Regions from separate parts of the Callithrix jacchus genome. Here region 1 is linked to region 2. A link is a contact called in public Hi-C data. All regions are on one chromosome and are shown on one strand. Each heading gives the region's core, a stretch centred on a gene start, on an enhancer-like site or on the middle of the called end of the contact. The rest is flanking DNA. Distances are from core to core; before and after follow the strand shown.

The links. Hi-C and Micro-C count contacts between places; a contact is called where the count stands out from the background.
Region 1: a Hi-C map of skeletal muscle shows a contact between it and region 2, with 9 times the contacts expected there. The contact joins two enhancer-like sites. A contact is called at or near these places in 2 of 3 Hi-C or Micro-C datasets (both in skeletal muscle).

The regions. Positions count from the first base shown.
Region 1 is chr8:95,937,393-95,942,329 of calJac240_pri, forward strand. The region is part of intron 1 of LOC144577514 (a long non-coding RNA gene); the gene reads left to right. Among named protein-coding and RNA genes, the nearest start is that of TMEM30B, 47 kb to the right of the region's middle. Within about 2 kb of position 1,544, at least 1 of the 16 cell types and tissues checked has an H3K27ac peak or open chromatin away from gene starts, as enhancers often do. A contact at or near this core is called in skeletal muscle, where this site is marked.
Region 2 is chr8:95,848,593-95,853,337 of calJac240_pri, forward strand. No RefSeq gene overlaps it. Among named protein-coding and RNA genes, the nearest start is that of TMEM30B, 140 kb to the right of the region's middle. Within about 2 kb of position 3,024, at least 2 of the 16 cell types and tissues checked have an H3K27ac peak or open chromatin away from gene starts, as enhancers often do. A contact at or near this core is called in skeletal muscle, where this site is marked.

The sequences.
Region 1 (4,937 bases), core at 294-2,793, 87 kb after region 2:
TAGACATAATTGAATAGATCATTGGCCATTGGTGATCAACTTAACTTTAAGCCCTTTCCCTTCCCCTGAGGTTAGGGAGTGGAAGTGAAAGTCCCAACCCTCTAATCATGCCTTGGTCTTCATGTGACCATACCTCACCCTGATACTACCCAGGGGTTGCCAACCATCAGTCTACTCATTAGCACAGCAAAAGACTTTGGCAATTCCAAGGATTTTAAAAGTTATATGTGCCAGGAAACAGAGACCAAATATATATTTCATAGTATCACTGTGCAGTCCCACTCTTCAAACTCTGATCCCTTACATCAAAAGAATATAAAAACTCAAAAGATAGTGCCATATTACCAGTATCCCATTCAATTATTAACAGGTTGTCCAGTCTGTCATATGGTATGAATGTGTCTCCCGGGGTGAGGCCACTCAGGTTTGCAGACTTCTATTTGATCCTATCAGCCTCTAAAAGCAAGAGTGCCAGCCTAGACAACACAGCGAGACCTTGTCTCTACAAATAATTTAAAAATTAGCTAAGCATAGTGGTATATACCTGTAGTCCTCGCTACTCAGGAGACTGAGGCAGGAGGACTACTTCAATCCAAAACGTTGAGACTGCAGTGAGCCATAATCAAACCACTGTGCTCCACTCTGGGTGATAGAGTGAGACCCTATCTCAAAAAAAAAAAAAAGGTAAAAGAAAAAAAACAGCCAGAGTGGTCAGAGTGGTCTCAGAAAACATATAATTTTACACTTTAAGGATATGATATAATTGAGATAAGAGACAATGTCATCTCTTTCTCTGAGCCTCTCTCAAGGTATTAATACAATATTGGATGATATGATTTGGCTGTGTCTCCACCCAAATCTCATCTTGAATTCCCATAATCCTCTTGTGTGGTGAGAGACAATTTAATCATGAGGGCAGTTACCCTCATGCTGTTCTCATGATAGTGAGTTAGTTATCACGAGATCTGCTGGTTTTATAAAGGGCTCTTCCCCCTTTTGCTTGGCATTTCTCCTTGCTGCCGCCATGCCATGTGAAGAAGGGCATGTTTGTAAGTTTCATCATGATTACAAGTTTCCTGAGGCCTCCCCAGCCATGCCGACCTGAGTCAATTAAACGTCTTTCCTTTATAAATTACCCAGTCTTAGGTATGTCTGTTTTAGCAGCATGAGAATAGACTAATACATTGGTTTTCCCTTACTCCATAACCCATTTATTTATTGTTTTACCCTTGGCTACTATTTCTCTTTCTCTGCATTTATACTCAAATTTTCTGTTTGGAAGGAATATTATGCTGGTCGTACTACAGGTGTAATACTAGTCTAGCAAATACCTCTCCCTCAGTCCATTCCTAGTCAGAGAAGGTAATATTACTTAGGTGCAGAGCTAGTGAGTTATTTTGGCCACTAGGCAATAGCTGCATTCACTGTTAACCCCAATTTTGCCAGATAGGATGAAGGCATAACCCACCCCTATTAGGTCCTTAGGAATTCTGACATAAGGTTTAAAAACACAGGTACCAGTTCTTGCTTGGGAATCATCCCTGTTTCCAGTACTTGTTATGACAGCCCTGGTCCTGTGACTACTGACTGCATTAGGTAAGGGGGGATAATTGAGATGATGCAGGGAAGAGAGAAAAACAAAATATAGTCATTATACCAGTGTGCTGCTCCCTGGGTAAGAACTGCATAGTCATCCTGGCGTCCCTCCTTACCCACTCTCCCCCACCTCCACCAGAAAACAGGAAACTCTAGTGGGGAGAGTCCTTTAGTCCCTCTCATGTTGAGCATGAGCACATACTCATGAAGGCATGCAAGCCAGCCCTGCATGCATTTACCTCTCCTATCTTAGACAACCAACATTTTATTATCTTGTTCCACTTCTCTATTCAACTGTTACTCTGAGATGGGTAACTCTCTGCCCATTGCTGTACAGTGTGTTCCTTGGTCTAAAGAAATGAAGGTCAGCTGTCCAAAATCATGCAATATCATCTGTTCTGGTTTTTTATAGCACCCTGAGCATTTGCATCTTCTACTCTGTAAGCAAAGCCAAATCCAGAGTCAGTGTCTATTTCTGTCAAGACCCATTCATAGCCCTTCAGGGCCACCAGCATCAGTCTCACTTGCCAGCTATGTTCAGGGCCTTCCCACCAGGGATCTGCCACATAGCCATAGGCAGTCTCTGCCTCTTTTGCTGGCAAACAGAACAGTCTTTATTGGCATTTTGTGTCCCAGAGGATGCAAGAGGAACACGTCTAGATAGCTTGTCTCTGCACTACTGCACGACTCTCATATTTACTCACATTATGTACCCAAGTGGCCCCCTTAAGTAAGCACATGGGGATTATTTACTTATTGATTCCAGACACCTTTAGAACCTGGAGGGAGTTCTTCTGATGAGCATTGAGATACCTACTTTAAGGCACCCCTTAAATTTCCGTAGTAATTTCCAAAGGACCACGCTCCATATGGGCATCCCTTTAATAGACCAGGTTTCCATTGCCCTCATATGCAATCAGGCCTTTGGTCACTGACCGTGAGTCCGTACAAACCCAAACCTAGAGGCTTTTAGCACTGTTCAGTTGTTTCCATTACCACTAGTAAAACGACATGCGAGTCAGCTCACCAAGCTAATTTGTTTTTACCTTCTTCAGTCAGAGTGGCATCATTCCCAATGGTATGTTGTTCACTCACCATGGAACTGCCACCACAAACCAAGCAGCCCTTTGTCAGTCAGGTGACTGCTGTTTATATGGCATGTTCAAGCAACGGAGGAGTCCAGCAACTCCTCACACAGTTCCAGATCAGTCCTGGGGGAAAGTGGCTCCTTGCTTGTGAGAATCTCCTTGAATTCCTCAGGTAGCATGACCCTGTATAAAACTTTTTATTTTATTAGGAACTCTTCTGGGCACTGCTGTCCACATTAGAGTGATTTTCTAACACTCAAGACATCATGGGTATTTTGGGTTTCAGTATCATTTTATATGCTTTAGTCATAAGGGTACCTTACTTTAATGTCCCATAGCAAGGCAAATGCCCCTCAAGTGGAAATTCTCTAGTCCAGAGTCCTACTAGTTGTGTTACTGGAAAAAGGTCCCAGTCCAGACCCCAAGAGATGGTTCTTGGACCTCATGCAAGAAAGAATTTGGGGCAAGTCCATAGAGTAAAGTGAACGCAAGTTTATTAAAGTAAAGGAATAAAGAATGGCTACTCCGTAGGCAGAGCAGCAGCATGGCTGCTTGACTGCATATAGTAATAGCCATTTCTTGATTATATGCTAAACAAGGGGTGGATTATTCATGAGTATTCCTGGAAAGAGGTGGGCAATTCCCGGAACTGAGGGTTCTTCCCCTCAGGGTAACTTCCTGACATTGCCATGGCATTTGTAAATTGTCCTGGCACTGGTAGGAGTGTCTTTTGGCATGCTAGTGCATTATAATTAAAATATATGTGTAAAATGAGCAGCGAGGATGACCAGAGGTCACTTTCATTGCTGTCTTGGCTGCGGTGGGTTTTGGCCAGCTTCTTTACTACATCCTGTTTTATCAGAAGGGTCTTTGTGACCTGTATCTTGTGCTGACCTCCTATCTCATCCTATGACTAAGAATGCCTAACCACCTGGGAAGGCAGCCCAGTAGGTCTCAGCCTTATTCTTTACCCAGCCCCTATTCGAGATGGAGTCACTCTGGTTCAAACGCTTCACAGTTGTCACTGGGAGGTGCTAACTTTTGAGCCATAAGCCCTAGTCTATATTCCATAAAGGACTATCAAAGAATTTGCCCCTACTAGCACTTAAGCTTCTAATCTACACTATATGGGCTCAGGCAATTTTACTAGTTCCTAATTAACCTGCGCAATTACTAGTGATTGAAGGGCAGATTTGCCGTTCTGTTTTACAGTACTAGGTATGGGAAACATTTCCCAGTCAGATACAATGTCCATCTCCAAAATACAGTCAGGCAAAAGAGATGCAACCACTTTCCATAAAGCATGTTTAAATATACTAACCCTCCTATAAACTTTTATCTTTGTTAAAAGAAAAACTTTTGACAAATTAAATTTAATAAAGTCTAATCAAGCAAACAATGATTCACAAATTGGGCAACCCCAGGATGAGATTAGGTTCAGATGACTCTGGGACTGGCACGTGGTCAGATAACATGTATGGACAGAAAAAAGAATGACGTACAGCAAACAGGAGTGAGTGTAAACTAAAAATAAAATTCTAAGCACCCCCAACCAGCTGAATGAATCCTTCCTCTCGGCCAAGGGTATTCCAAAGTTAAGAAGTTCAGGCTATGATAGGAAGTAGGAGTTGGACTTGCCTTGTGATACCCTCCCTTTTTTTGGAATTCAGGCATAACTGACCAGCATTAATATTAAAACAGAGATCTAAGGCTTTTTGTCACAATAAGACACCAAATTCTGGTGGCTCATGCCTGTAATCCCAGTATTTTGGGAGGCTGAGGTGGGTGGATCACTTGAAGTCAGGAGTCTGAGACCAGCCTGGTCAACGTGGTGAAACCCTGTCTCTACTAAAAATACAAAAATTAGCTGGGCGTGGTGTTGTCAGAGGCATGTGAACCAGAGCAACTCCATCTTAAATAGGAGATAGGCAAAATAAGGCTGAAACCCACTGGGCTGCATTCCCAGACAGTTAAGGCATTCTAAGTCACAGGATGAGCTATGAGGTTGGCACAAGGTACAGGTCATAAAAGCCTTGCTGATAAAATAGGTTGCCATAGCCGGGCGCGGTGGCTCACACCTGTAATCCCAGCACTTTGGGAGGCCGAGGCAGATGGATCACGAGGTGAAGAGATCGAGACCATCCTGGTCACCATGGTGAAACCCCGTCTCTACTAAAAATACAAAAAATTAGCTGGGCATGGTGGCGTGTGCCTGTAATCCCAGCTACTCAGGAGGCTGAGGCAGGAGAATTG
Region 2 (4,745 bases), core at 1,774-4,273:
CTCCTCTGTTTAAAACCATCAGATCTCATGAGACTTACCATTACAAGAACAGCATGGGAAAGACTTGCCCCCATGATTCATTTACCTCCCACTGGGTCCCTCCTACAACACATGGGAATTCAAGATGAAAGTTGAGTGGGGACACACCCAAGCCCTATCACCCTCTCACTGCCAGTCATTGGCCTATGAGCAGAAAATATTCTGGACTGGGACCACAACTGACCACATCATGAAGCACAGCACGGAGACAGGGAAAGGACTGGAGGCCTTGGGAATATGCTTGAGCTGCTGAAATAACCAGGTCTCGCAGCACTTTACATTAGGACTTCTGGTAACAGAAAAATTCCAGATTGTTCAAGCTGGTGAAGTTGGGGTTTCTGTTACTTGCAGCAGAAAGCTTCTTGACAGGTACACCTTGTCTGCATTAATCACTCCAAAAGGAAGAAGCAAGCGTGTGTGAGTTACTAGTCTGCCATTAGCGCCTCACCATGGCCAGGCACAGAGCGGAACTCCAACGACTCAGAGGCAATGGCCCAACAAGTCAGCCTTCCATGGCTCATTATCTTCCCCTGTAGACCCTCCAAAGCCCATTTACCCTGTGGAATGCCTCAATTTTCTTTATCACCTGTCTCACTCCAGGGCTGCCAGGACGAGTGATGTAGGGCATTATCGAGGCTTCAGCAACAGCGTGTGTGGCTGGAATTTAAATGAATTTCATCAGCATGATTAAATACTTATTACATGAGTCAAACATACGGGCTTCATTAAGCTAGTGAACTCCCAGAAACCTCCTCTTCTGTTTATACAACCCATCTGGACTCTCAGATTACTTTAAAGAAATGGGATAACGGAGTTCAATATGACAGCCAGGTCATCTTTCAGCGTTCTACTCTCAGAGGAAACTCATCTTCCATTGCTAACTCTGGCCTCCTTACAATTGGGTGCAGAGGTTTTTTCCATCTGCTTCTGGCCGCCGTGAAAGCCTGACATGATGCTGAAATTGAGACTTTAAGAGTAACTTGCCAGGACATGACAGACATACTTTTCTCACTGAAGCATGGAACATTGTCTGAAGTCAGTTGCAAGCACAAACCTTGGGCTTTTACGAGGAGGGCACACCTTGAAAGCAAAATAAAGGGCAAGGTTTAATTAACTTACCGGGCCCTCTGTTAGTCATTATTAGAAGCTCTTTATCAAATTAAAGGCCTGCTGGGAAGCCAGCTGAGTGCCGAGAAGCAGTGACATGCGTTAAGTGCCAAAGTAGGTTTTAATTGGCTGTTTAAATGAAGAAAAGCTCCCTGCAGTGTGACAGACACACATCGCGGGGTGTGCGCCAACACACACACACGCACACGCACACGCACATGCACACGGAGCCCCAGGCAGTCTGGAAATCATAGGAACCACATTTTTGGAAAGCTGACATCCCCAAGCATAACCAGCCTACCAGGAAGGGAGCCCTAAAGCATGTGGCATCCAGGCTCAATAAATGCCATAGTTATTATTTCGTATAATAATAAGTAACCGAGATGTAGCAGGAAGGCGTCTGAGTGCTGCCACATTTACATTGTACATAGTCCAGCTGAACTGCCAACGTCTCTTACTCTTGGATTGAGCTTGGGATTTTGTTTTGCCTTTTGTGTCATTAAGCCACTAACATGTAAAATGGGGGCGTGAATACTACCCTATGAGAATGTTATAAGAGATTTACACAAAGCTCCTAGCAGTTCCCACCGTGTACTGAAGGCCCAAAATGAATGGTAGTTATTTTCACCAAAGCATTTCTACTGTGCTCTTTAAAAAATTATTAGAGGTTATTTATTCCTCATAGTTCCAGTTAGGGTGGGAGGCACTACAGCGTGGTGTCTAAGAGCACAGTCTTTGGAGTCAGATTGATATGGACTTGTGTGCTCGCTCTACCATATCAGGGGGCCTTTCTGAGCCTCAGGTTCCTTTTCTATAAAAATGGGATACATTCTACAAGATGGGATATATCATACTTACATCACAAAATGATGGAAAAATTATACAACCGTGCCTGAAAAGAGCTTAGCACAATGTAGGCGTATAGTAGGTATGGCCATCAATATGCCTCCTAGGGAAGTGAGGGAGTGTGTTACCCGTTGAGAGATGGAGACGTGAAATTACAGAATGGCTGTGTGACAGGCCTCAAGGACACTATGCCTTTTCACATAGGCTGCGAGCAAAAGTTCACTGAGTCAATCATGGGTGTGGCTGATGGGGTGGAATCTTAACAACAGAGGGTGGCAAGGACAGGGTTTTTAGGGATTGGACACATTCAGGTTACACAGGAGCGCTCTGCAGTCAGTCTTCTGCTGGTGATCACCTCTTCAGAAAGTTAGGGCTTCCCCATCATCTAAGTATGAACATATTTGAATAACTCCATGATACAGCTGGGACAAGAGGCCAGGCCTCCAGTGTCATCTGTGGCTTATTTTGCTGCGAAAGTTTCTTATCAGGGCGAGATTTTCAACTCGTGAGGAAAAAACTATGCCAAAACCACTGTTTTTTTAATGTCAAAAAGCATGTTTTGGGTTTTTTGTTTGTTTGTTTGTTTTAGAATGGTATTGGTACTCTGAGCTTGTTATTTTAAGAGAAGCTTTCAATTGAAGTTTTTATTATAAGATCAATATCACCCAGGTTTCTTCACAAGGATGATGTGCAGCAGCCGCTGTAACTTTTGGCTTCCTGTCAGCATCATAAGTTGGCGTAAAGTTATGGGGAGGTAACAGAGAGGGAGGGGAAGGAGTCATGTGACAAGAGAGGGTGGTGAGATCTTTTGAAGAAGTTAGAATCCGTAAAGAACCTCGGCCTACAGCTGCTGGTGAGGAACTTAAAATACAGGACTGTGGATCCTTGGAGCCATTTTGAATTGGGGGATGTTTTCATAAAGGCTGCAAAAATAAACCTTCCTGGATGAAAGCATGCGGCTACGTGCATTTAAACACACGCCCTCTGTTCCAATAACACCGCAATTCTGAGCTATCCCTGATGCACCAACAAGGAAGAGAATAAATGCCTTCATTTCGCAGCATCCTTGCTGGGGGCTTGGAGGGACAGCTCTCACTCAATTTTCCAGTCTGGCAAGGCTTTGAACATGAAACAGAAGTGTCCCACGGCACTTACAAAATGAGCCACAGCAGGCTGATGTCAGGGTATGGATTCATGGGCTGCCGGGGGGTTAATATCTCTTGCAATTCCAAATAAGAAAAAAGCCTGCATTCTTCTTCATTCCTCCCGTTTCACACATCCTCGGCAGCTGGGTTTCCCAATGCTTCATTGAGGCCAATGTGCGTGAAGGAATGGATCAGCAGGAGCGGGCCATCAGGAGGCCATTTTAAGCCCTTGGCCTCCATCCCCACTCCCTGCTCTGGGGCGAGACAGACAGGCCTTTGTGTGCTTGGAGCCGGCTAAGCCAGGATGTGACTGCGAGCTGGAATCTGACCTTTCATGGGCTCCAGCACCTGTCAGAAAAACGAACAAGCTTGGGGTGTTTTTTCCGCTCCGGACTTAAATGCCAGTTTTGTGACTCCCTCACAGTGGAACTGTGCCAAGGCAGTTGTGGTCAACTCCAGCTCTCTGAGGAGCAGACCTGGGACATAAGTGATGGACGGCCCTGCGTTGCTGAGGCCTAGCCAGCTCTCGGCCCAGGATGAATTCAAGCCGAGCCCAGGACTTCAGTGCTTGAGTTAGGAAACTCAGAGCAGATCAAAACGGCCACATTACTCCGGCACCCTGTGGTGCGTGCGTGCGTGTGTGTGTGCACGTGTGTGTGTGTGTGTGTGTGTGCACGCATTCGGCGGTGGAACAAAGACCTAGTCACGGTGACCCTGATATAGGTGTCCGTCCATCAAGGGTGGGATTATGGATCAGCCTTGGCACCGCCCCCTGCCACCTGTGCCCCCATCTTGGTCTGCTGCAACAGTCTGATTATGAACATACTGTTCAATCTTGGGTTGGACCCTGCCACTTATAATCCACAAGACATCAGTCAAGTGACTTAAACTTTCTGAACCTCAACTTTCTCAGTGATGAAATGGGGATTTAAATGCCTTATTCCAGTGGTGGTTGTGAATTAAATGAGATAATATATATGAAGCACCAAGCATCTTGTGTAAGCACCTTGGAGACAGTCAATAGCCACCCTTTCTTCCCCTGTTGCAGGGCATGCTTAGGCTAGAGGGGAAATGGGGGTGTCAGTCACTATTGATATTCAACACACTGCTTTGATCATAGAAGAGAGGCTAGCTCAGCCCATCATAGTTTCAGCTATAAGAAGACAACTTTCCTCCTAAGGGTGGCCCCAGAGGATGTGGTGTTCAGGGCTCCATAGTGGCCTGGCCTTTGGCCAGGGTTGGCTGTAGCTGCCTGAAGGGGCTGAGGGCCTTGGTGTGGACCTGTGGTTGGTGTACTTCCCTGCACCCCAGGTAGGTTCAGAACCCTATAGGTGGAAGGAAGCCAAAGCATGCCCATGCCTCAGCACAAGGAGCTTGTCCATTTGAGGTGAATATTGCTGTTTCCCCTGCGTCCTTGGCCCCAGGGATCCTGCCTCTGCCCCTCATTTCATAGGATAGTGGTCCCGGGCTAAGAAGTAGCAGCTGAATTGGAAGACAATGTCTACAGGTACACAGGTGGCAGGCCCAGAGCTCGAGACATGCAGGAGATGTCAAAGAAAAAAATGAAAAATTGAATCCTCATTCTCAAGGCCATTGATAATTTCAAAG